Linked DNA regions of Mus musculus: all the other regions are linked to region 6. A link is a contact called in public Hi-C, HiChIP or PLAC-seq and promoter capture Hi-C data. All regions are on one chromosome and are shown on one strand. Each heading gives the region's core, a stretch centred on a gene start, on an enhancer-like site or on the middle of the called end of the contact. The rest is flanking DNA. Distances are from core to core; before and after follow the strand shown. Region 1 holds the start of Mgat5b (mannoside acetylglucosaminyltransferase 5, isoenzyme B). Region 2 holds the start of Fbf1 (Fas (TNFRSF6) binding factor 1). Region 3 holds the start of Wbp2 (WW domain binding protein 2). Region 4 holds the start of Trim47 (tripartite motif-containing 47). Region 5 holds the start of Trim65 (tripartite motif-containing 65). Region 6 holds the start of Sphk1 (sphingosine kinase 1). Region 7 holds the start of Acox1 (acyl-Coenzyme A oxidase 1, palmitoyl).

Region 1 (3,690 bases), core at 1,154-3,653, 390 kb before region 6:
TATGATGGTCTCAACCACACAGGTAACATCTCAGGGGCACCTATAAAATAAAGGCCTGGCCAAGAACTCTGCTAGAGACAGCATTCCCAGACCTCCCTTGGGGATAAATGAAGTTAGGGTGATGTAATCAGATAGCTGCCCCTGGCCTTCAATCTAAAGTTCTGAGGGGGCCTGAAGAAGACTGGTTGCTAAGGGTCTCCACCAGCCTAGACAGGAGGTGAAGTTAAAGGGTTGGGAGTGAGTGGCAACTGATCTGGGAATCCTGTCTTCAGGCACACAGGAGGGAAAGCGGGCTCAGGGCGGGCTTAGGGCTGAGGGCGCTGTCTGTGGTGCTGGAGACCGCTGCTTGCAGTCATTACACCAGGTCCTGACTTCAGAAACGGGGGAGGGGGGGAGGTAAGGGGGGGGGGTTCCAGCGGGCTACAAAGCTGACTAGGGATTTGGGACCAGCCAGAACCCTCTCAAGTTGCAGGAATCCAGTATAGCTCTGGAAAAGCCAGAGTCTTTCCCTGGGCATCTTAGGCCAGGGATTTCTGAGACACTTCAAAACCCTGCCCTCAGTCCTCCGGCTCTACAGACCTTTGCATTCACACAGACAACCTGACTGCTGCTGTCCCCAGAGGCTGCCATCTCAGCCCCCACAGAACTGGCCCAGCATGCTGATGGCAAGAGGCAGGTGGGCCACATCACCTCAGCCCCAACCCAGCTGGGTACAGGAGGTTGTCTGGAGGTACCGGGGATCAACCCAGAACCTGGGAGAAAAGCCAGCACCTGCCTTAAGGTTTATGATCGGACTCCACCTGTGGCCTAGTCCCGAGTCCCACCCCCACAACGGTGCCCATCTCTCCCTCTGTGTCTTCTGAAGCCCAGCTGCCAAACAAGGCAGTACTTCAGGCCTCCCAGACACCCTCTCCCCTAGTCTGGCCTCGGGGCCTAGCTCTGCTGGAGTCTGGGGGAAGGAAGTGGGGTCCCTTCTTGGACCAACAGGTCTTAGCGAGTCTCTCACAAACTGCACCCCTGCCTGGCCAGGACTGTCCACGGGAAGGGAGGGAGGGAGGGAGGGAGGGAGGGAGGGAGGGAGGGAGGTGTTCCATGCACCTGCTATGCCTATCTAGTCTGTTGGAGATCCGCGATTGGGAGTGAATCCCTAGCAGAAGGGGGTCCTTGCCCCAATCTTGGGGACGTTCCTGTCAGACCCAGGTTTGTCCCCCACCAGGAAGATGAGTGAGATGCAGGGGGAGGGAGGGGGAGAGGAAGGGGGATGAACTAGGCAGAGGATGGGCGGGCCGACCTAGGAGACAGGCGGGACACCAGGGGTGCTTCCTAGGCACCCCACAGTAACTTCGCAGCTCAGATAGGACCGACAAGAGATGAAAAAGACCGCAAGGGGCAGGAAAGGGACTTGCTGGCTGGGGCCACTTTGGAGCCCAGGACCTTGATCTTGGTGTTTTCTGACTCCATGCTCACCTCTCTATACCTGATATCGTTCCAATCTTGGTCAACTCAAGAAAGATCCAGACCCGCACCCCCCCACACACACACATACCCCAACCCTATCTAATTCCGTCTTCCCATCCCCATGGCCCTCATCGAGAATAGACTCGCGAACCTCCTTTGCCACCCGAACTCGCACCCCCTGAGGGGACCGACCTCGCCCAGCTCCACCATGAGTCCCCTTGGGGAGGTCTTGACCTCCCTGCGCCAACCAGTAGAGAACTTTACCGAAAGGGTCTCAGGGTGACCAGGCATCTTCTGACCATTATCTTCCCATCTGGGTTGACTGTGATCATTGTTCAAACTTGTCTGGGCGAGAAGCCGGGGGCGAGGCCGGACGCACCGTCCTGGGCCCGGCTCTGACCGCCTCGGGAACCACGAAGCCGCTGCGGGCCGAAGCCGGGGGGTCGCAGCACCGAGGGAGCGCGGGGCACGGTGGCTCTGCAGCCCCGCGCGGGGCACGGCGCGGCCTGGGCGCGCAGGGCAGGGGTTCGGCGAGAGCTTGGGGCCGGGCGCTCTCTGCGTCTCCGCCCTCCCCGATTCACATTTTGGGGAAGGCGAGGCGGCGCGCCCCCAGATCGCCGGCCGCGCGTCTGCCTGCTAGGCTCGCTGGCTGGGCGGGACGGCGCCGCGGCGCGCAAACGGGCTTCCCGCGGCGGGCGCCCTCATTCCCGGGGCCCGCGCCCTCAGAGCCGGCTAGAGGCGGCCCCAGGCCCGCACCCCGGCCCCCCGCACCTTCCGGCCGCGCCGCTCTGCAGCCGCGCGCAGCGCCGCGCCCATGGCTTTGGGAAGGAACGGCTGCGCGCTCGCCTGCCTTCGTCCTCGCCCGCCCGCTCGCCCGCTCGGTCGCTCGGCCACCCGCGCTCCGGGCTCCGGGCTCCCGCGCGGCGCTACAACCCGAGGCGCCGCATTGTTCCCTCTGAGGAGGCGGCCCGGGAGCGGCCTCGCGTTTCCTCGGCGCCTGAGCGCCATCTGGTGGCCGCAGTCTCGCTGCGCTCCCTCCCCGGGCTGTGCGAGGAGGAGGGGGACGCGAGCGCGGGAGCCATGGCTCTGCGCCCCTCCCTGGACCATGCAACTTCCTAGGGCATCCAGCAGACCGGAGAGCCGAGGCTGCTCCGGTAACTGCATCGCGCAGGGGAGATGGGGCGCGGAGAGGGGACCCTTGTCTCTCCTGCAGAGCACGAGCCACCACTACCACCCCCAAGAGCTTCCGTACCTATGGCTTCTCACCCGCTGATTCTCTCGGCAACACCCACCCACCCTGAGAAACTCCCCGAGTCCTCCCACTTCTCACTTGCCTATAATAAACTGGGGCTGTGGCATTCATGCCAGGAGCCGTCAGCTGTATGCCTGAGGTCTAGCCTTGGACCCTCTCAATCACTGAGTTAACGGGCTTTCTAGTATACAACTAATGACCAAAAAGCTCACCAAGGCTCTTTAAAGTCAATTCCCAAACCCACAGGCTTAAATTTTAGCATTGTTGAGCCCTGCGCACACCATCCCTGCGTGTGTGTGTGTGTGTGTGTGTGTGTGTGTGTGTACTGTCCTGTCACTTCCTCACTTAGAGTTGATGTGAGTTTGGTCTTGACAGCCAGGAATGAAATTATCACCCAGGCTTGTGGCAGCTGGAGGCACCCAGACAAGATGCATGATTTAGAGGCCCAGCAGAGACCCCATCGCCCTCAGACATTTCCTTAGCCAGCTGGCTGGAGTGCCCGAATTTCCCTCCTCCATCCGTCACTCTTTCACTGAGGCACGGTCAGACTGCCCTTGCTCAATGCAAATGTGCTACCTAGCGAGCGAGCGAACACATCAATTCGCCAACACCAATTTATCGCCTGTTTTCTCGTTGGCGGGAGTAAGGCAACTAGGTAACAGGTGAACGCTGGTGGAGAAGCAGACAAAGCAGTCACCGCTGGTAAGGAAAGGCTCAAGGGAGGCAGAGAAAGCTGCAAAGGGCCTGGGGATGCCAGGGTGCTTGGATGGAACCAGGTTAAGATGGAAGAAAACACGGGTGTCCTAATTAGGTTTCTGTTGCCGAGATAAATATCCTGACCAAAAGCAACTTGGGAAGAGAGGCTATGCTTGGCTAACACTTTCCCCTGGCAGTCAATCATGAAGGGAAGTCAGGGCAGAAACACAAGGCAGGAACCTGAAGGCGGGAGCTGACAGAGAGACTGTGGGGGTGTGTGTGGG
Region 2 (3,942 bases), core at 519-3,018, 360 kb after region 6:
GGGCTGGTGAGATGGCTCAGTGGGTAAGAGCACCCGACTGCTCTTCCAAAGGTCCAGAGTTCAAATCCCAGCAACCACATGGTGGCTCACAACCATCCGTAACAAGATCTGACTCCCTCTTCTGGAGTGTCTGAAGACAGCTACAGTGTACTTACATATAATAATAAATAAATCTTTAAAAAAAAAAAAAAAAAAAAAAGAGTGTGAGTTATCATTCCCAAGACACTCCTGTGCTTGGTCTGTGGTGTCCCTGAGAGAACCTGTGTCCCTCTTATGTGATGTCCCTGAGAGAACCTGTGTCCCTTTTATGTGATGTCCCTGAGAGAACCTGTGTCCCTTTTATGTGGTGTCCCTGAGAGAACCTGTGTCCCTCTTATGTGATGTCCCTGAGAGAACCTGTGTCCCTTTTATGTGATATCCCTGAGAGAACCTGTGTCCCTCTTATGTTATGTCCCTGAGAGAACCTGTGTCCCTTTTATGTGGTGTCCCTGAGAGAACCTGTGTCCCTTTTAGGCAGCACTGCTTGATTAGCTTCCGGCCGACATCATCCGTGGTATGGTTGCTTTCTCCTGAGTCTGTTCCATTTCCCTCCTACAAACTGTATACAAGATTCTCCCTCCCCTCCTCTTCCACCTCCTCCTCCTCCTCTTCCTCCCCCTTCCTCCTCTTCCTCCTCTTCCTCCCCTCTCCTCCTCCTCCTCTTCCTTCCCCTCCTCCTCCTCCTTTCTCCCCCTCCTCTTCCTCCTCCTCTTCTTCCTCCCCCTCCTCTCCCTCCTCCTCCCCCTCCTTGTCCTCCTCCTCCTCTTCCTTCTCCTCCTCTTCTTCCTTCTTCTCTTCCTCCTCCTCTTCCTTCTCTTCTTCCTCCTCTTCCTTCTTCCTTCTCCTCTCTTTCCTTGTAAGACAGGTGTATTAGCTGATTTTGTGTATAACCTGACACACCCTAGAGTCATCAGAGAGGAAAAAGCATCAGATGAGTAATTGCCTTCATGAGATCCAGCTGTAAAGCATTTTCTCAATTAGTGATCAATGGGGGAGGGCCTAGCCCATGGTGAGTGGTGCCATCCCTGGGCTGGTAGTCTTGGGTTCAAGGCACTAAGTTCTTTTCTATAAGAACACATGAAGTTGGGGAGGAAACAGCTATGGGAAGATTTGGAGCAGGTACAATAGTACAATGGAGGGTGGACTCGATCTAAACATCAGCACATATAAAACAATTTTTTAAAATTAAATTTGTAGAGAGTTGGAGCATCTGTGTTGGCAGAGCACCACCTTGCCTCTGGCTAGAGATTTATTTACTCCTTCTTTGGATTGCACCTAAGAAAGTGTGTTGTGTTAATTCCGAGACACTATTATGTAGCTGGTCTCAACAGCCAGTTTTGACCTAGGAAATTGACAATCTAGGTCTAGCCTAGGTTTCAAACGCTATGATTCTGGGCGTGGCATGTCCACTGTGTGCCTTTGTTGATAGTTTTGGGTCTTCTGACAGAGCAGCTTTGACCTTATGATTGATCAAGAAGAAGATCATGGTCACCAATTAGCCCTCCGAACTTGAGGAACTCCCTTGCACCTAGTCGGGAGATGCTTTCCCCGCGCTTCACGGGAGTGACGTTGAGACAGCTCCTAGCAACTCGCGGAGCATCCAACAGACGCCTTGCCCCCGCTGCGGGGCACGCTGGGAGATGTAGTCCTTCCGGTCAAGTCCTGTGGTTCGGCCCGCTAGTGAACGGGCGACGGACTACAGTTCCTAGAATCCTCCACGCCACCGTCTATTTGAGGCCAGAGGCTGCGAGGTGGGACTGTCGCCGGCGGAGAGGTGGTAGGCCTGGCCGAACGGAGCGCACTGAGTGGAGTCGGAACCCTGGGATCTGGTTGGGCTTGGTTTCCGTGGCCTTGTTTCTGAAAGGACAGCTCTTAACAGGGCCCCTAGGGACTAGGGAGAAGCTCGGCTGTGTCTGGATTCAGACGGGATGGGCGCGCGGGGGATGGAACATTGAGAGGCACAATGCCTGGCCTGGCGCTACACTCCGGGACCCGCTGTGGCTGAGGGGCGGGCTCGCGGATTTTAAAATGCCTTCATGGAGTTGGTTGAATATGTGAAGACGTGACAATATTCTGGAACACTTTGGCCATTACAAGCTGCCCCTAGAAAATGTACCCCCGGCCCTGTCTGGGAAGCTGCGACGGAATGCATAGGAGATAGCAGAAATTCTTTGATGTGATATGAGCGAAAACGCGTTTGGACTTGTAGATCGCTAAAGTTGCCATTGCACAGGAGAAACACAAGCATTCCCCTGTGTCCACAACCCCAGATACACTTTGCATTTTAATAAGAGACTAGGCACACCGAGAAGACAGATGAGCGCCCCAGCTGCCTTTCTTCCTAGGCACGTGAAGGTGGGTTTGGGTGAAGTGTAAGAGACAAAGAGGAGGTAGGAAATGCTGAGAAATTCTGTTCCCTGTATGAAATGTTTATCATATGTGAACTCACTGTCAGGCTTTGTGCTAGATGCAGCCTATAGAGAGTTTCCTGGCAAGGGATTTGAGTCCGGATGTGGTTTCTCTTTCCAAATGGCTCCACTTGTCACCACTTCCAGGGTAAAGGATATGGTCTACTTTTAAAATACTCTCCAAGCCAAGGAAAGGCCGATAAGTGAATAAGGAATCCTCATGTATTCTCTCTCCCTCCCACCCCTCCCCCAATCTGTTTCTTGCGGCAGGAGCTTACCCTAGCCCAAGAATTCACTATATATATCATTCAAGCTGGCCCCTAACTCAGCAATCCTGCTTCAGCCTCCCAAGTGCTGGGATTGCAGGTATGAAGCACTGCCTAACTTTTTCTTCTTTTTAAAATTTTAATTTTATGCGTATGGGTGTTTTGTCTGTGTGTCTGTCTGTGCACCACATGCATGTCTGGGCAATCAAAAAACACATCGATCCATTCATCTGTCCCCGATGGGAGTGACAGTTTGTAAGCCCCTATGGGTACTGGGGATCCAGTCCAGCTCAAATACTCATCTCTGTCTCTTTTGATTTGTTTGTCAGGGTTTTTCGGTGTAGCTCTGGCTGTCCTAGCAGTCACTCTGTAGACCAGGCTGGCCTCAAACCCAGAAATCCACTTGCCTCTGCCTCCTAAGTGCTACCACCTCCAGACTGCTTTTTCTATTACATACCTCAGGTTGGCCTAGAACTTGTGATTTTCCTGCCAAGTTCTAGGGTTGCCGCTAAGTGTGTATGATCATACCCACCTCAGGAATTCTTTTTGAACTTTACTTACTCATCTGGCGTAGTGGAGCACACACGCACATGGAGGTAAAAGGAAGACTTGCAGGAGTCAATTCTCTACCTCCATAATGCGTGTCCTGGGCTATCCAACTCAGATAGGCAGGCCTGCTGGCAATAGCACCTTTACTCACTGAATGGCATTCAATTCAGGAATTCTGGGATTATAGAAATAGGTTTGACCAATTCCTGGCTGTCCTGGAACTTGCGCTGTAAACCAGGCTGGCTTCACGCTCTGAGATCTGCCTGCCTCTACCTCCTGCGTGCTATGATTAAAGGCATGAACCACTGCTACCCTGCTGGGTTTTGATCTCTTAAGTGAAGGATTCTTAAGAGCCTTGGAGCCAAGCACTGGGAAATGCTGAATTCTACCTTTTATTTATGTGTATTTATTTATTTTTGAGACTTGCGTAGCCCAGGTTGGCCCTGAATTTGCTATGTAGCTGAGGATAGCCTTGAGATTCGGGATTTTTTTTTAACCTCTTCCCAAGTCCTGGTATTTCAGCATTATGCTGTGTCCAGATTTTGTTTTTAATTCTATGAATGTGTGTGTGCATGTGGGTGCAGATGCCCATGGGTGCTAGAGGCTTGGATCCCCCTGGACCTGGGGTGCTGGGGGGCTTGTGATCTACCCAACACAGTGCTGGAAACCCAACTCAGGTC
Region 3 (3,883 bases), core at 1,329-3,828, 450 kb after region 6:
AAAAAAAAGAAAAGAAAAGAAAAGAAAAGAAAAATAACTAATTAAAAACATTCTTAAGAAATAAGTTGAGGAAGCCAGGCGTGGTGGCGCACGCCTTTAATCCCAGCACTTGGGAGGCAGAGGCAGGCAGATCTCTGAGTTCGAGGCCAGCCTGGTCTACAGAGTGAGTTCCAGGACAGCCGGGGCTACACACAGAAACCCTGTCTCGAAAAAAACAAAAACAAAAAAACAAAAAAACAAAAACAAAAATAAAAAAATAAAAAAGTTGAGGGCTGGAGAGATGTCTCAGCGGTTAAGAGCACTGACTGCTCTTCCTAAATTCAATTCCTAACAACCACATGGTGGCTCATAACCATCTGTAATGGGATCTGATGCCCTCTTCTGGTGTGCATGAAGACAGCTACACTGTACTCATATAAAATAAATAAATAAATAAATCCTTAAAAAAAGAGGAAGCTGAGATAAAGCAAAGATACCTGTGCTAACCTACCCGTAAATATTCCTATCTACAGAGAACAGAAGTGTTGATCAGGAAACACCAGTCTGGCCAGGCCAATCCAACAATTCGCTCAAGGAAGCAGGCTTTTGGCTTTATGGAGTCAAGTGGTTGGAAACTGGCCCAAACAAGGCTGTTCGTAAGTTGTCTGCCCAACATAACAATCAGGTTAAGAGGAAAAAAACCAGTGACTTCAGTGAGTCTCAACCACCGAGAGGTGTTATCAGAGCCTAGAAACGTGTTCCCTCTCAGAGACTCGGGTCCTGAGATGAACTCTGCACCCGTCCTGTTAGCAACACTCTGAGTGTCAGGAAAGATCCTCAGGTTCCGGGAAAGGATTTCCCTCTTTTTCTCTTCTTCTTCTTATTTGCGTGTGTATGTGTGTGTGTGTGTGTGTGTGTGTGTGTGTGTGTGTGTGTGTGTGTGAATGTAGGTACCCAAAGAAGCCAGAACAAGATACCAGACTGCCTGGAGTGGAGTTACAGACCATTGTCCATTGTGAACACCTGATTCGGGTGCTGGGACTAAAGGCGTGTGCCACCAGATGTGGCTATGGATTTTCTTTTACTGGATTTGTTGCTGTTTTATCTTTGTGGGACAGAGTCGCTGGACGGTTTGGAATTGAATACACAAACAAGGAGCCAGGGCTCAAACCCCCAGCCGTCCTCTCACCTCTGATCCCTGATTGCGTCATTACTAATACCCATCTTGGACTATGCTCTTTAAAAACTGCTGGGCTGGCTAGGGACATAGTCCAGCTTAGAACAGTGCTTTTCGTGATGTGCATGAATACTGGACTCAACTGATCATCATAACTTTGTAAACCCAGGCTCGGTGGTACACACCTGTAATCTCAGGACTCTTTCTCAAAAACCAAACAAACAAAAATCTGTAGCCATTTGACTTTTATTAGTGTGCACCTAGAAAAACAAACAAACAAACAAACAAACAAACAAACAGACAAACAACCCCAAAGCGAACAGAAGGGTCTCTTGCACTGTGAGTTAATAATGTACCTGCCATTTCCCAGAACTGTTTTACTCTGCAGCTGAGGCTGGTCTGGAAATCATTATGCAGCCCAAACTGGCCTCAAATCTGTGGCAATGTTCCAGGATGTAGGGCACCATGCTGTCTGCTTCAAACCAAACACTGGTGTCTTAAGGTTAAGGGTAGGTACGCTAAGATGCCACCCAGAAACTGAAGAGTTCTCCCAACCCTCGACAGCCCTGCGAAAGATACAACTCAGAGGTGGAGTTTAGATTCACTACAGCGCAGTGGGGAGACACCCACTAGCAGAAACGAGTCAGTGGTATTTTCAAAGTCCTACCTGGCGGTTGGTCATGTGCTTTGTCAGTCCACTCAATTATTCTAGGTCCTGTTTAAACCCTGCTGTTTAACTTCTGCAGCGGGATCCGCTAGATCAGAGCAGGAAGCAGCGCCATCGCGAGGCGGCAGGCGGCAGGTGCTGGGCGGGGAAGAGGGTGGGGAGCGGACCGCTCAGTCCCCAGAAGTTCACAGTCCGACTCTGGGTCCGGGATCTGGATCTGGGTCGATTAAAGTGGCGTATTTTATTTTTTTCGGGCTTTGCCAGTCCACTGTAGAAGGGACTGCATCTCGCACTGCTCTGTAAGTTTGCAATGAATACCCAAATGTAAGCGCGAACTACTCATGACAGTTGCGGAAATGAAGACGGCTGGTTACGTAATGTTTAAATGTACCATACACCAGATCATCAAATTTAAGTTACATTTCTTCGATTGAGTTTGCTTAACATGAGGAAGCTAGGATGAGAGAGGCGTACAAATGTTTAAGTAGTCTTGTAAATATAATCTCTAGCCTGGCCTATAATATAAAAAAAGACTACAAATTCCAGAATGCACTCGTCACTAAACGCAGGGCGAGGCCGCGGTTGCCGGACCACTGCCTGCTGGGAATTGTAGTTGGCTGCTTGTTTGTGATGCAGGTGCAACTTGGGGGAGGGAGAGCGGGAGTAAACTCTCCCCACGTGACAGTCCAGATCAGGTGGTTGGTCAGCCTGCGCGCAGGAACTATGATTGGCTGACTGTAATACGAACGACGCCACTAGAGGCGGGCCAAAGACCAGCGCAAGCGCAGAGCGTTGCGAGTCTCGGGACCCCAGTGGGAGAGACTATGGCGCTCAACAAGAATCACTCAGAGGGCGGCGGAGTGATCGTCAACAACACTGAGAGGTGAAAACACGGCGGAAGGATCCTGGAGACTTGAAGGGCGGGTGTCGGCCACTGTGTGTGGTGGGCGGTGGGATATGGTGGAGAAGGAAATTGATGGAGCGCTGTGGGGGGGGGGGCGTGGGGGGGGAGGAAAGAGGGAGAAAGGGGTGGTAACGGCCGGAGGCGGGGCTGGAGGGAGTGGGTGGGTCGTTGGGGAGGGCCGGAGTGCTGATCAGCTGGGGTGATGGGTGGGGGTGGGGCCAGAGAATGGTGTCAGGGTTTGTTTGGGAAGCCGAGTGAGGCCCACGGGTGATTTCTTGAACCCCTTCCCAAACGAAGTCTTAAAACATAGTTGCTATTTATTAGGCGTTCACTACGTCTTTACTATGCTGCGTCAGCTCTACCTTAGGTAATACATAATCCTGTGCCGCAGAAACTATTAGACACATTTTACAGGTAGGGCAAGTGACGCCTAATGAGGTTAAAATAACTTAGACCATTGTGCTGTGAGTAACAGAAGGGGAATTGAAGGAAGGTAACTTGGCCCCAAAGTCAATAGGCTTAACTACTCCTGTACAGTTTTCTCGTATATTCCAGAACTTCTCAAGTTCCAAAAGAAAGGCTGAGGCCCTAGAGGTGGTGGAACTAAATGTCTGTCAACTACTTAACCCGGTGACCCTTATAAAGGCTTGTCTCTTGCCTGGTTCTCTTGAATTCTTAATGGCTTGTGTCAGTTCCCCGAACAAAGGTCTCCCAACTTTAAGATTCTTTTTTTCTCTCCCCTCCTTGAACTGCTGGGCTTCTCTGTTCCTCTTGTTTCTTGTTCCTTGGAATTCTGACTCTCCTGACTTGCACTATCCGGGCTTGGATTAACTTGAGAGCCAAGAGAGACATGATGGAGGTCAGAGCCCACACCCAGTGTAGACAGGCACCCATCTTGGGACTTGTCACCTGGGAAGCTGACTCAGAGGAGAAGGTGGCAGTGACAAGGCCAGGTTCTGCTGACCTCGTGTGCGTAGGTCTTGGGAAGGGGCTGGCCAGCACATGTGCCTGGTGACCACTTCTTTAACCTGAGCTGCCCCTCTTTTATTGCACCAAGAAAGGATATTTGGGACAGGAGGAGACAGCTGAATGGAACCATACGAACTCAAACCTTTTTATCTTGTAATCTGAGAAACCTTACATTGTTTTCTGGTAT
Region 4 (3,769 bases), core at 1,085-3,584, 420 kb after region 6:
AAGAGGACATTTTGGGCAGGTGACATGGCTCATCAGTTGAAGGTGCTTACTGAATTCCAACCCTTGAACCCTCATACTAAATAAACTAAGGGGTTGGAGGGAGGGCTCCCCAGTTAAGAGCACTGGCTGCTGTGCTCTGCCAAAGGCCTGGGATCCCATTCCTAGCGCCCACAAGGGCACTCAACACTGTTGGTACCTCCAGCCCCAGGGGATCCAGTGACCTCTTCTGTCCTGTGCACATGGGGCAAACGCCCATACATATAAAGATTTTTGGTTTGGTTTGGTTTTTCGAGACAGGGTTTCTCTGTGTTGCCCTGGCTATTCTTGAAACTAGCTCTGCAGACCAGGCTGGCCTCAAGTTTAATGAGATCCACTTGCCTCCAAGTACTGGGATTAAAGACGTGGGTGCACCAACACCCTCTCAGCAGCTGGAGATTAGCCAGCTACCGTGGGAAGAACTGCCTCCATGACTCCATTATGTTAACTAAAAGTGTTGGTTTGCCTTCTCTTATGCGCAGGCGCGTTTGTCTGCTTGCCTTTAAATTCACCGCGTGCACTGTTCCTCGGAGGCCAGAGGAGAGCGCTGGATCCCTCTAAACTGCAGTTACAGGTGGTTGTAAGCACAATGACGTGACATGAACTGAACTTGAGTCCTCAGCAGAAATAACCAGTGCTCTTAACGGATGAGCCTTGTCTACAGCCTCGCAAATGGACGTGTACACCATGGCATGGTGACACACAGATGTGATGGTGGCACTTGGGAGGGCACATGTAGGTACATGAGCAAGGTAGCTCATTTGTCACCCCGTCCCATCCCATCATCAAAGACTCCATGCTATGGTACGGCTGACCATGGCTGATGATCACTCTGACTGTCTGGGTAAGCTGTGTCAGTGTTCCCACTGAGAGAGTGCTCGCTCGCTCGGTGCCTTCAGAAGCCATCGTGCTTAGCACACAGACAAGGAGTCACTTTGGAGAGCCTACAGGAATTATTTGGGATTCTGCTGATAGTTACAGGTAACTATCACATGGGCACATGGATGCTTATTTTTTTATCGAGGGTTGTAACAACACTATTCCACCCACTTTGTTTATTCGTTTGGTTTTGGACACCATGCTCAGCCTTTAACCAGGGGCTAGAATCTAACTCAGGCCCTTACACTTTACCAACTGTGGGCTCCACTCTATAATAATAATAATAATAACAATAATAAGGGCCTGGAGAGATGGCTCAACGGTTAGGAGCACTGACCACATGGTAGCTCACAACCATCTGTAATGGGATCCAGCGCCCTCTTCTGGTGTGTCTGAAGACAGCAACAGTGTGCGCATATAAAATAACTACTAAAATAATTTTGACAATTTGATTCTACATAGTTTAAAGCTTAACATTATTGCATTATTACAATGTCAGTTTACCCGACATGGTGGCCTGCACCTGGAATCTCAATACTGGAGAAGTGGAGGCATGGGAATCAAGGCCAACATAAGCTCTGGGCTAACCAAGGCTATGTAAGAAAGACCTATCCCAGAAACAACACGAAGAAGCCATAAGCCTGTGATCCCAGCACTCAGGAGGCTGAGGCAGGAGGATGAAGAGTTCTAGGTCACTCTGGGCTACATACAGAGACTAAATCTCAAGCACAAGTCCTTGCAACTAGACGCACTGTTCTAAATGCATAGTTGGGCAGGCCTTAACCAGTGTCTCCTTTTGGGGAACTACAGGCACCCGCGAGTATCCATGAACGGAAGTAAATTCCTCAGACAAGGGATTTGTCAAGTGATGTCAGCTTCCCATTTCAGATCTAGACAAGGCTAAGTTCCCCAGCGCGGGTAAACACAGTCGCTAAGAGGTCAAAACAGACACATACCAGCAGTAAGTTTTTCTGTATGTCAGCAACTCAGGGAACTTGGCTAACTGTACCTGGGAGGGGTCTGGAGGGAAAGGCGCTGGCTACATGGCTGTGCACGCCCACCATGGCACCTGGCTGACCAGGATAGAGGATGGAGGATCGAATGTCCTCTCAGCCTCCTCCCCATGAATCCCCTCACATTCTCGCTCCGGGTCCTCTCCTTTTCACAATCCTCTGGCAGTCCCACCGCCTCCGCCCACGCTGGGTAGAAGTCTCAAGAGGGTCGTGCTCCCCTGGAGGGCTGGCCGGCCTCGCGGCGTCTGCTGACCGGTGGGTGCGGCGGTGGCGAGCCGCGCTGGGGCGAGCAGAGCTGCGGAGGGGTAGGAGGGGGCCGGACCCTTGGCCAGGGTCCCAAGGGGCGGTGCCGGGCGCGAACCGTCCCAGGTCCCTCCCAGGCGGGAGCAGCACAGGCGGTGCCCGGGTAGCGGCGGAGCCATGGACGGCAGCGGGCCTTTCAGCTGCCCCATCTGCCTGGAACCGCTCCGGGAGCCGGTGACACTACCCTGCGGCCACAACTTCTGCCTCGCTTGCCTGGGCGCTCTCTGGCCGCACCGGAGCGCGGGCGGCACCGGTGGTTCCGGAGGTCCAGCTCGCTGTCCACTTTGTCAGGAGCCTTTCCCCGACGGCCTGCAGCTCCGCAAGAACCACACGCTGTCCGAGTTGCTGCAGCTCCGCCAGGGCTCGGTCCCGGGACCCATGTCCGCCCCGGCTTCAGGATCGACCCGGGGCGCCACGCCCGAGCCCTCCGCGCCCAGCGCACCACCTCCGGCTCCGGAACCATCGGCTCCCTGCGCGCCGGAGCAGTGGCCCGCGGGTGAGGAGCCGGTGCGCTGCGACGCGTGCCCCGAGGGCGCCGCCCTGCCCGCCGCGCTCTCTTGCCTCTCCTGCCTCGCCTCCTTCTGCTCCGCGCATCTGGCCCCCCACGAACGCAGCCCCGCCCTGCGCGGCCACCGCCTGGTGCCCCCGCTGCGCCGACTTGAGGAGAGCCTGTGTCCGCGCCACCTGCGGCCTCTGGAGCGCTACTGTCGCGTGGAGCGTGTGTGCCTTTGCGAGGCCTGTGCCACTCAGGACCATCGCGGCCACGAGCTCGTGCCGCTGGAGCAGGAGCGCGCGCTTCAGGAGGTGGGGCACCTTGAGTCGACACGTGGAGATGGGTGACAGGAGGGACACTAGAGCTATTTAGTCCCTCACTCTTATCCGGGTGTGTCTGTTATATATTTGTTTTATCATTATGGCTGTGCACATGGAGATGAAGGAAGCAACTTTGTGGGGTTGGTTCTCTCCTCCTGCCTTTACATGGGCTTCATCTCTCTGACTCAATAGGCTCTGCCTTAGTTTCCTCCTCTAGCCTGAGAATCTTTGCAACCTCTTCCGGTCTACACTGTCATTTGCTGGGGCTGGTGTGGATGGAAAGAGAGTCGGGAGGGACTAGTAAGATGAAAGAGTGGCAAAAAGCCGAGAGAGAGAGAGAGAGAGAGAGAGAGAGAGAGAGAGAGAGAGAGAGAGAGCGCTTTAGCTAGATTAGTGTAAGTGTAAAGCGAGAGAGGGATCCGCATTAGGCCCTCAGAAGCCGTGGGGGTCAGGAGTCGCTGGGTGCGGGCGGGGCCCCGTAGCTGATGCCCTCTTCAATTCAGATTCGTCCTGAATTGAGTCAGCCACTTTGTATGGGTGTGGCGGGCACCAGGAGAGCGACGGAGTTTGGGCTGGTCACACAGATCTCCTCTGTCCGAATGCTCTGGGGCCGTGGGGAGCATGTGCCCAGTGTCCCGCTACCTCCCACCCCCAGTTTCCTTTGGCCTCCATCCCGGTCTTGGCGCCTCTGGCTTTGGGATTTTCCGCCTCTCCTGCCTGGAGCT
Region 5 (3,607 bases), core at 961-3,460, 400 kb after region 6:
TGAGTTTGAAGTCAGCCTGGTCTTCAGAGTGAGTTCCAAGACAGCCAAGGCTACACAGAGAAACCCTGTCTCGAAAAATAAGACAAATATTTCATGTGTTTAAGCGTTTTACATGTGCACCACCTGCATGCCTGTGCCCTGGGAATTGCAGGTGGTTGTGAGCACCACCTGCAGGTTGTGCTGGCAATGGAACCTTGAGTCCCCTGAAAAGTCGTCAGTTCTCTTAGCCACCAAGCCATTTCCCACCCCTCTCAGGTTTCTGAACTACAACTGCCCCATAATCTGTTTGCAGCATGTCCCTGAGGTCGGCTTGTGGTCATCGAATGCAGGAGTGTTCAGGGTCTGGCCCTGGGAGTGACTGCTTCTGGGGCGCAACATTGGGGTTCCCCTGCCACCTTGTTGGCATGGCAACTAATGGGTATTTTCCTCCTACCAGAACCAACATCCCAAGCAACAGAGTGGCTGAAGGACAGGAGACATGTCCCTACCTCCCTCCTTTCCCTGCTCGAGGCTCTGGCTTCCACCGCTTTGCCTTCTTGCTCTTCAAGCAGGACAAGCCAATCAACTTCTCAGAGGACACCCGTCCCTCACCCTGGTAAGCGACACCCCTGTTTGTCCCCTGAGCCTCAAGCCAGCTCTCTGGGATGGTGGCTCTTGCTCTTTCCTGCTCTTGGTGTAGGTCTTGCGCTTGGCAGCAGTCCCGCGTGCTGGGTGCACTCCAGGGGTTTCCCAGGATTGCCTGCCTGCTCCCTCCCCTCACATGCTGCCCATCTCCTCATAGCTACCAGCTGGCCCAGAGGACCTTCCGCACTTTTGATTTCTACAAGAGACACCAGGAAGCCATGACTCCAGCCGGTCTGGCTTTTTTCCAGTGCCGCTGGGATGACTCTGTCACCCACACCTTCCACCAGCTTCTAGGTAAGGGCTTAGTGGTCAGGCAGGCCTGGGGATAAAGACCTTTCCTGCCATGCCAGGAGATGGCCTTTGAAAGCCAGGGTGAGCCGGGCGGTGGTGGCGCATGCCTTTAATCCCAGCACTCGGGAGGCAGAGGCAGGCGGATTTCTGAGTTCCAGGACAGCCAGGGATACACAGAGAAACCCTGTCTCGAAAAACCCAAAAAAGTCCCTGGCAGAACTCCAGCCTCACAGGCAAGGAAGGAGGCCCAGGTCAGCAGAAGTCCACCACTCTCCCCTTACTTTTCTTGCAGACATGCGGGAACCTGTGTTTGAATTTGTACGGCCACCCCCTTACCACCCCAAACAGAAGCGCTTCCCCCACGAGCAGCCCCTACGCTATCTGGACCGATACAGGGACAGTCATGAGCCCACCTATGGAATCTACTGAGAGACTCAGTACATTCATCTCCGAGGGGGAACTGTCGCAGCAGCTGGAAGGTCACACCTCCGGAGAGAGCCATCTGAAGCCAACTGAGACAGTCCCATGCTGGCCTCTCCCAGGACACCCAGGGGCTTGTGGATGTGCCTCGATTCTATGTGAATAAAATACTTTTTTCCTGATGCCAATATGTCTTCACTTTCGGGCACCCAGACCCTTTTAGTGAAGCTTTAGTGCTCTGTGGGTGAGCAGAAGGTGCCCAGCAGCCCGGTAGCTGGGGGTACACATGAAAAGTGAACCTTTGCCCAGCCTGTGATCTTTGTGAAAGACAGCCCCGGGATCAGAACCTCCTCGAGGAGAAAGTCCTGCCCCTGTCAGACCTAGCAACAGATTGCTTGTTACCTTAGCATATTTCAGCCCCCACCAAGGCCTGGAGCCCCCACTGTGAGGCTAGAGGCCTAGAAACAAATCAGTTCTGCCTACTCCATTAGGAGTGATCTCTGATTCATACTGCCTTTGGGGACCCTGGAACTCCCATCTGCTCTGCTCAGCTGTAGAGGAGATGACAGTAGCCTGTCTTAGGGTTTTACTGCTGTGAACAGACACCATGCCCTGGGCCTTTAATCCCAGCACTCAGGAGGCAGAGACAGACGGATTTCTGAGTTCGAGGCCAGCCTGGTCTACAAAGTGAGTTCCAGGACAGCCAGGGCTACACAGAGAAACCCTGTCTCGAAACCCTCCCACCCACTCCTCCCCCCCAAAAAAGAGTCTAGGGAAGGAACACAAATAGTCAGGGTGGACCGGAGGGAGCCGCGCCCCAGCTCCCAGTGCGTCAGAAGGCGGGCAAGCAAGGGTGACTTGGATCCCTGCCAAGGAACGTTCTAGTGCACCAGGCTGCGCACTGCCGCGACTTCCTGGACTGTCTTCCCCAACGTAGTGCTCGCACTGGTAGCCTCGGCCCCTTTAAGAGATCTGAGCACTGGGCCTCGCTTCCGCCATGGCCGCTCAGTTGCTGGAGGAGGACGTGGTGACTTGCTCCATCTGCTTAGGTCGCTACCGGGACCCGGTGACGCTGCCCTGCGGGCACAGCTTCTGCGGGAACTGCATCCAGGATTCATGGCGTTCCTGCGAAAAGTCGTGTCCGGAATGTCGCCAGCCCTTCCCCGAGGGCGCCAAGCTGTCCCGCAACGTGAAGATGAGCACCTTGCTGCAGGCGCTGCCCGTTCTGCCGGCGCCGCCCGCCGTGACTCCGCGCCGGGACTCCGCCACAAGCCACAGCGCTCGCTGCCTGCGCCACGGGAGGCCGCTCGAGTTCTTCTGTCGCACGGAGGGCCTCTGCGTGTGCAGCGCGTGCACGGTGCACGACTGCAGCCACCACGAGCGGGCGCTGCTGGACGTGGAGCGCCGCGTGCGCGAGGTGCGGGAAGGGCCTCTCCGAGGGCCGAAACTGCTTGTGGCCAGGGCCAGGGGCTGCAGCAGGATCTGCGGGTTCCCATATGAACCCAGAGGGCACGTGCACCTGACTGCTGCACGCAGCTCTCCCCAGGTCCTCTGAATAAAGTAGAGCCAGAGTGTTAGGTCAGGGCTGGCAGCCCCATTCGCTAAGGTGGCCAGCATTCAGTAAGTGTGATTTCTGCCCTTCAGAGACTGAAGGATCTACTCAAGGGTCAGATAGAGTCTCAGCAAAACGTGAATGTAGAGTCAGCAGGGCCAGTCTGCATGGTGGTCGTGACTCTTCCTCTAGGGATGTGCAGTGCCTTTCCAAGCTGAGACAGGGTGATGATGTCATCAGATTTCTGCTTTCTGGAGTCTGAGCCCCAGCTGGGGTGTGGAGGGGGTAAGAGATGAGGGGTAAGAGGAAGGAGGTCTCAGCTGCAAAACAAAAGAAATGAGAAGTGAGTGGGAGCCCGGTGCCCAGTGGAGAGAGTAAGACGCAGGACAAGGGTTTCTTCGGGAGACCGGGCTGCTGTGTGCTGAGGTTGGGTAGAGAGTAGCTGGTTTGGGATATGCAGTGTGTGGGGTACACAGACAGGGGTGGGGGCACAGACATCTACTGAGAGCTGGGAAGAGATGCGGACAGTGAAGTGAAAGAAGTCGCTATGGTATCCCTAGAAGGAGTGGAAATTTGTTGGGCAGGGGATTACATCCTGACAAAGCTGTAGAGATGGCGGCCAGGGCACAAGCAGTTACAGGAGGGAGAGTTCTCCAGGTGCCCCAGGCTGCTGAGAGGTTTTAGTTAAAGGCAAAAGTGACCACGGAATTGGTACCATGG
Region 6 (3,560 bases), core at 791-3,290:
CAGAGAAACCCTGCCTCGAAAAACAAAAACAGAATGGTAATGTCCACAACCAGTCGCTAGAGGGCCGAAGAGAGCTACGGGAACAGTTGGGATCCTCCACCCATCAACACAACCCTGCCAGAGGAAGTGGCCTCCCACAGGTTGTCTGGGAGTGAGTGGGACACCGCAATACCTCTTTCCTTGGCCCCGGGACAGACGATGTCTGGCCTCGCGGGACAAAATGTTTCTTTCGAGTGACCCTAGGCTTCTTTCTGCTGTCCATCATTTCTTGGGGGAAGAGATCTCATTAGCCTTTCCCAGACAGGTACCCCACAAACCTGGTTCCATAGCCAGGTCCCGGGGCTCCCGCTGACAAGGGGCCACCGGTGCTGCCCCGGCGCTGCTAGAGGTAACGGCGGCTCCTGCGTTCAGCTTCTTATCGGTGTTGCCCAGGAGGGTGTCTGGCGACTGGCCGTGGGGCTCGCCCTCTCCACCTCCCTGGGCTGTGTGAGCGCCCTCGTCATTCCCCGGGGCGGCCAGATCTGAGGGACAGGAGGAAAGAGTGGTGGGGTTCTCTGCCTGGGCTTCCATGCACGTGGGACAAAGTGCCCAACCAGAGCCCCTGGCTCGCGACTGAATCACCAGAGCCCCGTGGGTGGGGGATCTAGCTTTCCAGAATGAGCTTCCCACCCCACGAACATTCCGTTCCAGGGGACACCGGATTCGGACCCGACGCATGAGTCAGTGACCCGTGGCTCTCTTCGTCGGGCCGGCTCTTCACCCTTCGGGCTTGGTGGAGAATCCAACTGCATACAATTCCCAGAACTGGCATTGAGAGGCGCGTACTCTGGGACGAAGAACCCCATCGCAACCTGCGCAGTCGCCCGGTCCCCTGCCTGAACTACGAAGCCGCTGAAGCTCCGAGTCTCCAAGAGGGTGGGGGTGGGGGTGCGTGCCGCACTCGTGAGAACAGCGCCCAAGTCCCGCAAAAGCCTGCCTGTGCTGGGCGGACCCACAACTATGGTCTGCCCTGCCGGAGCGCGAGTGTGCACTGAGGCGCAGGCGTGGGGCCGTCTCCTTCACGGACCCACGAAGGCACCGCCAACTACGGGAGGGCGCGCGCGGGGGAAAGGGGATCCCTACCCAATCTGTCCCACGGGCGGCCAGTGGCGGAAAGCAGCTCCTCTCCGACTCAGACCCGCGACAGAGGGACAACTGAAGCACTGGGCTGACACCGACTCCAAGGGATCGCCCCCCTCCGGTCTCAAACTTTTTGCTCAATTTCACGGCGGCCCGGGGAGGGCGCTGAGCCTCTGGGCCGGCCTGGCCACGCCCCGCGTTCCTTGTGCTCTCGGGGTGGAACCAGAGTTGCGCGCAGCTCTGGTCCCCCACCCGCCCGGGATCTCACTGCACCTCCCCGAACACAGTCGCCGCCAGCCTGGGCTCGGCCACGCGCAGATGAGGGGCAGGATCCCCGGATACGATTGTGCGCCCGGTGCTGGAGGAACAGCTTAGGAAGTCCGCAAGAGGTGGGGTTCTGAGCCCGGCCTGAAGCAGCGCATCCGCGGAGCGCGAAAGCGAGGGCGCAGCCCACATGCCGGCGCCCAGCATCCGAGCGGGCTTCGGGTACGCGTGGGTCTGCGCTTACTGAACCTCGAAACTGCTGTTCACAGTAGGGATGCAGCGCCTCTTTGGCGTCGCTTAGACCTAGCCTGAATTCCACATCCAGACCCTAGTGCTGTCCTGACTCTGGGCCAGGGTCGGGTCACCCGCCACCCGCGAACTTCTCTTCCTCCCCTGCTCCTCCGCGGTGCCTTTACTTTTAGCTTCCAGATGCAGCCGCTGGCTCACTCAGACGCCGAACCCGAAGCAGTCTGGCACGCCTTTCAGGAGAAAGCTGAACCGGTTTGGGGACGAAGTCGAGATGAGAGTACCTCGTCAGCAACCTCCAAAGGTGGAGTCTTTCCCCCCAGGGAACACTATCAAGGCCTGAGATGCTGCCTGCCGCGGATGATCGGGATCCACGATCCTCACCGACTGGAGGAACCCAGCAGTGTGGACAGGGCAATGGGGGCTCTCATCAGGATTGGAGAGGCTAGCATGGGGGCGTGGTCCCAACCTCCCCACCCCTTCGGGCGATCTCGGGGTGAAAATGCACACGTGCCCCGGTGTATGCGCTTCGGTGGAGATAAACAAGACGCATAGTTGTGTAAGTGATATATTTCATGGCAAGTGACCTGAGGGTGTCCGTGACTAACCGGAGTTAAATTTTTGGAAGATTATTAGCGGAGACTTGGAAAAAGAAGCTCCCAAATCCTACCAAGCACCAAAAACAGACACCAAACTCCCAAGGAAGCTGCATTGGTTTAGCTCCGGTTACAGAGAACTGGCGCGCCCACACCGGCCCCCGCGCGACCCCACCCACCTCTATCTTCGCATCGCTTCTTAAAGTCCAGAAGAGGCGAGTCCAAGAGGAAAACGAACCCAGATAAGAAAGGATTGCAGTGAACTAGGTCACGCCTTGAAGGTGGCTTCTCTCCCAGAGGACCCTGGAGTTCCCCGACCGAGTTTCTCAGTATTTTAGGAGTCCCCAGGAGGGCCAGGGGCACAGGCTGGACCTGCGGTTCCGCACGCGTCACTGCAATATATGCCTTGGCTCTGTACAGCCGCGGGACAGCCTGACCGGATCATGAACGCCCCGAGTGCCTTCCGAGAAGGTGACTCAGCGACACGCTCACGGGTGGAGAAACTCCCGGAAACAACCAACCAACCAAAAAAAAAAAAAAATGAGGATTTGGAGGGAGCAAGGGCGTCATCACCCACCCCCGGTTCCGCGACTCGTGGCTACCAAGATCTGGTCCTGCACCTACCCCCATCCCCGGCTTCCCACCTTACACCCCTGGAATCTAGCGCGGACAAGGAAGGATTGCAGCTCTGCAGCCGCAGTGCCGTGGTCACGCGCTGCGGGGACACGAGTCGCGGTGGGAGGAGGGGGCTCTGCGGGGAAGCCAGGCTCTCTGCCACTCGCTCCCTTGTCTACCCTGCCCCCTCCCCTTACCAGAGACCTAGGGTCCAGATCTGGCGTTGGTATCTAGCAGACTCAGGGAGGAAACTATTCTCCCCGAGATTTTGAGCTTGGAGGGGGGCTGGCTGCCCAGACTGTAGGAAACACCCTCCTCTGCTCTCTCACGGTTTGGGAAGGAGTGTTTATCAAGCCCGACAAGCAAGTCATTAACAACTAAAGAGGAGAAACTGAGGCACGGGGAAGGAAAGATCGGGCTGTGTGTAAATTTACGCTCAAAATGCCGACCTGGATCAGGGTCTCGCTTTTCTTTGAGGCCTGGGGCTGGAACTTCTCATACTCTGAGGGCAAGCGTGGAGCAAGGTTGACTGGAAACTCAGTCCGTGGGAGAGAGCAGAAGCAGCCTGCAGGACATTTTATACTTGGGCCTCAGGGCCGGTTCCCCTTCTGCTCAGAAGAGACCCAGTGGGAGGGGGGTTCCAGTCTGGCGCTGGTTCCAGTGGACACAATGGCTCCTCTGTGTCGGCTGCCGCCTCATCCTCTGGCCTCCTCACCTCTC
Region 7 (3,512 bases), core at 452-2,951, 330 kb after region 6:
CAAGCTTCTGCTAAGAGGAATAAAATTCACAAGAACCCAACTAAACAAGATATCAGTGCCTAAGTGTCCTTGAAAATATCCTCAGTAACAGAACCTTGCTCAGGTATATGGAGCCAGAGCCAAAGGTACAAGCAACAACAATGATATAGTCTTTATTTAACTTCTCAGAATTTTTCTTCTTTTCCCTTTTAAACTTTTAAATTTTGTGGAGCTGAGGATGTAGCTGAGAGGTCTATCTCCTGCATCAAGAAAAAAAAGTGTGCCGGGCGTGGTGGCGCACACCTTTAATCCCAGCACTCGGGAGGCAGAGGCAGGCAGATTTCTGAGTTCGAGGCCAGCCTGGTCTACAAAGTGAGTTCCAGGACAGCCAGGGCTATACAGAGAAACCCTGTCTCGAAAAACAAACAAAACAAACAAACAAACAAACAAACAAAAAAGAAAAGAAAAGAAAAAAGAAAAGAAAGTGCATTAAAATATTGAATTTTGGGGGCTCCATTAACTTTGCATTCAGGCTAAAGCCTTCATTCGTTTAACCCATTCTCAGCACCGTTACTGTAAAAGGGTCTTACATATGTTGTTACAAGGGCAAGTTAGAGAGGTAATGAAGAAATGTAGTTCTTTTTTTTTTTTTTTTTTTTTTTTCGAGACAGGGTTTCTCTGTGTAGCCCTGGCTGTCCTGGAACTCACTTTGTAGACCAGGCTGGCCTCGAACTCAGAAATCCACCTGCCTCTGCCTCCCCAGTGCTGGGATTAAAGGCGTGCGCCACTACCGGCGTAGTTCTTTTTGGTGGCATGAAATCAAATGAAGAAAGAGTGCATTTTACTTAGCACTTAAAGGCTTTTTGAAACAAGGCATTACACAGCCCAGGCTGCCTTCAGTCCGATTCTATATAGCTGATAATGATCTTGGACTTCGTGATCCTCAGACCTCCACTTGAAGTTGCAAGCCTGTGTGTGCCACGGTGCCCAGTTTATGCTGTGCTTTGAGATTATATTTTGGCTTTAGTGCATGCTCGACATCTCCAGCCTACTACTTAGCAATTTTTAAGGAAGAATTAAAAAACAAACTGGTGAAAACTGGCTGTCTTTGAGGCTCAGGAACTCTTTGTTATAAATCCTACGCTAGAACTTCTTAGGCGTAGGTACATCTTCGATGACGATAATGATATGGCAAAGTAAAGTCTAGATTTCAAAATTTCTAGGACCTGCCCTGCCGGTTTAGGTGGGAAAAGACTTGGGCTATAAAATGTAGAGAAACTGGACCTGTTCCCTCTCGCTTTAAATCCAGGCCCAGTGCATAAACCCGGAAGCTCCGCAGGACCAGGTCCTTGCATCCCAAGTCTCTAACGTCAGTCAAGTCGGCAATATTTTTAGCCAACGACAATGAACCGTCTCCCGAACGTAACCTTTGTCCTGTTACCCTTTCGCTCCAATTTGTTTGGGTTCCAGTAAAATCAACAGCTTTCCTCTATTAGCCTCCTCACCCCGCCCGAGACCCTTGACACCCATTCCCTTCTGGTTTCCGGGGACACTGTGGTGAGAGGACCCCCCCCCCACACACACACACACCCACCGCCCTAGCCTGAAAGGAGGTGAGTCCCACAGCGCAGGCGCAATCCCGCCCCTCAAGGCCCTGGCCAATCGGTTGCGCGCGTCTCCAGGGCTCTTTTCCTCCCGGAAAGATCACGTGAACCTGGAGACGTGAGGTCCGGGAAGAGCCCCACTCCCTTTCCAGTGCCACTGCGGTCCCTTGACCTTTTACCTTGCTTTCCTTGGCGAGGAGCCGCTCGGGGACCTCCCCTGGCCCGCAGCAGGGGATTCGTCCGTCCGGCGGGCGGTACCAGCGTCGGGGATTGCAGCCGGTCACGTGAGGAGTGGCGGCGGGGACGGGGCGGGGACGGCTCGAGGGGGCGGGGCCGAGGGCTGTCTCGCTCCGCTCATAGGGCCTGGTCGGCGCCTGAGCTGCGGAGACAGGTTGTCATCGCTTTGGTGCCTGTCACTTCTGTCGCCACCTCCTCTGCCCCCAGCACTGGTCTCCGTCATGAATCCCGATCTGCGCAAGGAGCGGGCCGCCGCCACCTTCAATCCAGAGTTAATCACGCACATCTTGGATGGTAGTCCGGAGAACACCCGGCGCCGTCGAGAAATCGGTGAGCCTGGAGGGCCGGGCCTCTTATACCGAACCAGGCGAAAGACCCCCGTGAATGAGGATTTGGGGCCTCTGGAGTTGAGGGGAAGCGGGGACCCCTACTTCGATGGGCGTCCGGTGTCAGGATTAGGAGGGGAACGTCCTCTGTTCTAATCTGATGGGAGTCAGGGAGGGTGAGTACCTGTTTCTCTTGATGTCATTTAACCCTCTTTCAGAGAACTTGATTCTGAACGATCCAGACTTCCAACATGAGGACTATAACTTCCTCACTCGAAGCCAGCGTTACGAGGTGGCTGTTAAGAAGAGTGCCACCATGGTGAAGAAGATGAGGGAATTTGGCATCGCAGACCCTGAAGAAATCATGTGGTTTAAAAAGTAGGTGTATCTTAGCACATTAGTGTATGCCCAAACTACAGCTGCAGTCTGGGGAGGTCTTCTTACCGCGCATGTCGTTTAAAGGCTTAAATTGAATACTTCATGATTCAATTTTATGTGTGAAAAATAATATTACTTTTGCATCTAGATCTTTTAGTAGGATAGCATAGCATAGTTGTAAAAATGCTAATAATGAACGGTTGTGCCCAAAATTGTTTTTTTTTTTAATTTTAACAAACTTTAAGGGATGGTGAGGTGGCTACCTGGCCTAATCATCTAATTTCAATTTGTAGAAAGAGAGTCACCTCCCTTAGATTGTCCTCTGACCATTTGCTAGAGGTGGCTGTTGTACCCCCACACACAATAAGATGAAACTTTAATTTATAAAGTTCTTTTGAACTGGGCCACGGTGACCCATGCCTTTAATCTCAGCACTTCGGAGGAGGCAGAGGCAGAGGCAGGCTGATCTCTGATTTTGAGACCAGCCTGGTCTGCAGAGCTAGTTCCTGTTCGTCAGCCAGGGTTACATGGCGAAACTGTGGGAGAGGGTGGGCCAGAAGGCCGGGCAAACACTAGTGAAGCCCGCTGGGGGGATGGGGGAGACAGAGAGGCAAATAATAAAAAAGCTTTTTGTTCCAAACATCCCTATGAAAGTTCTTTAAGTGCAAAGTGAACCTTCACTTTGTAAGAAAGCTTCCCGATACCAAAGGTGTGGCGCAGTGGAACACAGATTGCCTAGTGTCTCAAGGCTGTGGGTTTGAGTCTCAGCACTGAAGACAAAACAGAGAGGGGGTGGCGAAATCCGCCTACTGATTTTCTGAGGAACTGTATTGCAAGACCAGACATTGAACTATTTTGGAACACTATCAGATTCTGTTTTTATGTAATGGGTAGTTTGAGTATAAAGTAATAGAAAGTGTGAGAGTCCGTGGAGAACCTGTCAGACCTCAGAATGAATCCGATATTCTCAGAACCACATTCTAAGAAC

The links. Promoter capture Hi-C pulls out the DNA fragments that hold promoters and counts their contacts. Hi-C and Micro-C count contacts between places; a contact is called where the count stands out from the background. HiChIP or PLAC-seq counts read pairs in DNA pulled down with a chosen protein or histone mark. Capture Hi-C pulls out chosen DNA fragments and counts their contacts.
Region 1: a promoter capture Hi-C map of liver shows a contact between it and region 6. The contact joins the promoter of Mgat5b here to the promoter of Sphk1 in region 6. A contact is called at or near these places in 1 of 39 promoter capture datasets (liver) and 1 of 9 other capture datasets (liver).
Region 2: a contact with region 6 is called in a promoter capture Hi-C map of adipose tissue. The contact joins the promoter of Fbf1 here to the promoter of Sphk1 in region 6. A contact is called at or near these places in 1 of 39 promoter capture datasets (cranial neural crest), 2 of 115 datasets of contacts at active chromatin or transcription factors (embryonic stem cells and stem cell-derived neural progenitor cells) and 3 of 9 other capture datasets (adipose tissue, liver and pancreatic islet).
Region 3: a Hi-C map of extraembryonic endoderm stem cells shows a contact between it and region 6, with 2.7 times the contacts expected there. The contact joins the promoter of Wbp2 here to the promoter of Sphk1 in region 6. A contact is called at or near these places in 7 of 39 promoter capture datasets (the C10 cell line, embryonic stem cells, liver and 2 more), 1 of 484 Hi-C or Micro-C datasets (extraembryonic endoderm stem cells) and 3 of 115 datasets of contacts at active chromatin or transcription factors (extraembryonic endoderm stem cells, large pre-B cells and pancreatic cancer cells).
Region 4: a contact with region 6 is called in a FOXA1 HiChIP or PLAC-seq map of pancreatic cancer cells. The contact joins the promoter of Trim47 here to the promoter of Sphk1 in region 6. A contact is called at or near these places in 5 of 39 promoter capture datasets (the 3T3-L1 cell line, embryonic stem cells, pre-B cells and 1 more), 3 of 484 Hi-C or Micro-C datasets (cerebellum and embryonic stem cells), 1 of 115 datasets of contacts at active chromatin or transcription factors (pancreatic cancer cells) and 1 of 9 other capture datasets (adipose tissue).
Region 5: a promoter capture Hi-C map of embryonic stem cells shows a contact between it and region 6. The contact joins the promoter of Trim65 here to the promoter of Sphk1 in region 6. A contact is called at or near these places in 4 of 39 promoter capture datasets (the HPC-7 cell line, the SN4741 cell line, embryonic stem cells and 1 more), 2 of 484 Hi-C or Micro-C datasets (embryonic stem cells and nephron progenitors), 3 of 115 datasets of contacts at active chromatin or transcription factors (large pre-B cells, memory CD8 T cells and stem cell-derived neural progenitor cells) and 1 of 9 other capture datasets (embryonic stem cells).
Region 7: a contact with region 6 is called in an H3K27ac HiChIP or PLAC-seq map of embryonic stem cells, with 2.9 times the contacts expected there. The contact joins the promoter of Acox1 here to the promoter of Sphk1 in region 6. A contact is called at or near these places in 9 of 39 promoter capture datasets (the C10 cell line, cranial neural crest, embryonic stem cells and 3 more), 1 of 484 Hi-C or Micro-C datasets (forebrain), 6 of 115 datasets of contacts at active chromatin or transcription factors (embryonic stem cells, extraembryonic endoderm stem cells and pancreatic cancer cells) and 4 of 9 other capture datasets (adipose tissue, embryonic stem cells, liver and 1 more).

The regions. Positions count from the first base shown.
Region 1 is chr11:116,917,576-116,921,265 of GRCm38.p6, reverse strand. Mgat5b (mannoside acetylglucosaminyltransferase 5, isoenzyme B) reads right to left here and starts at 2,403. Exons shown (of 18, transcript NM_172948.3): 1 at 1,723-2,403. The coding sequence starts at 1,790.
Region 2 is chr11:116,166,004-116,169,945 of GRCm38.p6, reverse strand. Fbf1 (Fas (TNFRSF6) binding factor 1) reads left to right here and starts at 1,768. Exons shown (of 31, transcript NM_172571.3): 1 at 1,768-2,394; 2 at 2,718-2,813.
Region 3 is chr11:116,085,690-116,089,572 of GRCm38.p6, reverse strand. Wbp2 (WW domain binding protein 2) reads left to right here and starts at 2,578. Exons shown (of 8, transcript NM_016852.3): 1 at 2,578-2,706. The coding sequence starts at 2,648.
Region 4 is chr11:116,108,800-116,112,568 of GRCm38.p6, reverse strand. Trim47 (tripartite motif-containing 47) reads left to right here and starts at 2,334. Exons shown (of 6, transcript NM_172570.5): 1 at 2,334-3,035. The coding sequence starts at 2,349.
Region 5 is chr11:116,129,731-116,133,337 of GRCm38.p6, reverse strand. Trim65 (tripartite motif-containing 65) reads left to right here and starts at 2,210. Exons shown (of 6, transcript NM_178802.4): 1 at 2,210-2,752. The coding sequence starts at 2,333. Mrpl38 (mitochondrial ribosomal protein L38) reads left to right here. Exons shown (of 9, transcript NM_024177.3): 7 at 437-595; 8 at 782-918; 9 at 1,208-1,521. The coding sequence ends at 1,344.
Region 6 is chr11:116,530,931-116,534,490 of GRCm38.p6, reverse strand. It overlaps Sphk1 (sphingosine kinase 1), which reads right to left and starts at 2,040. Exons shown (of 6, transcript NM_025367.7): 1 at 1,123-2,040; 2 at 318-521. The coding sequence starts at 327.
Region 7 is chr11:116,197,234-116,200,745 of GRCm38.p6, reverse strand. Acox1 (acyl-Coenzyme A oxidase 1, palmitoyl) reads left to right here and starts at 1,701. Exons shown (of 14, transcript NM_015729.3): 1 at 1,701-2,150; 2 at 2,365-2,524. The coding sequence starts at 2,042. Ten1 (TEN1 telomerase capping complex subunit) reads right to left here and starts at 1,891. Exons shown (of 4, transcript NM_027107.1): 1 at 1,763-1,891.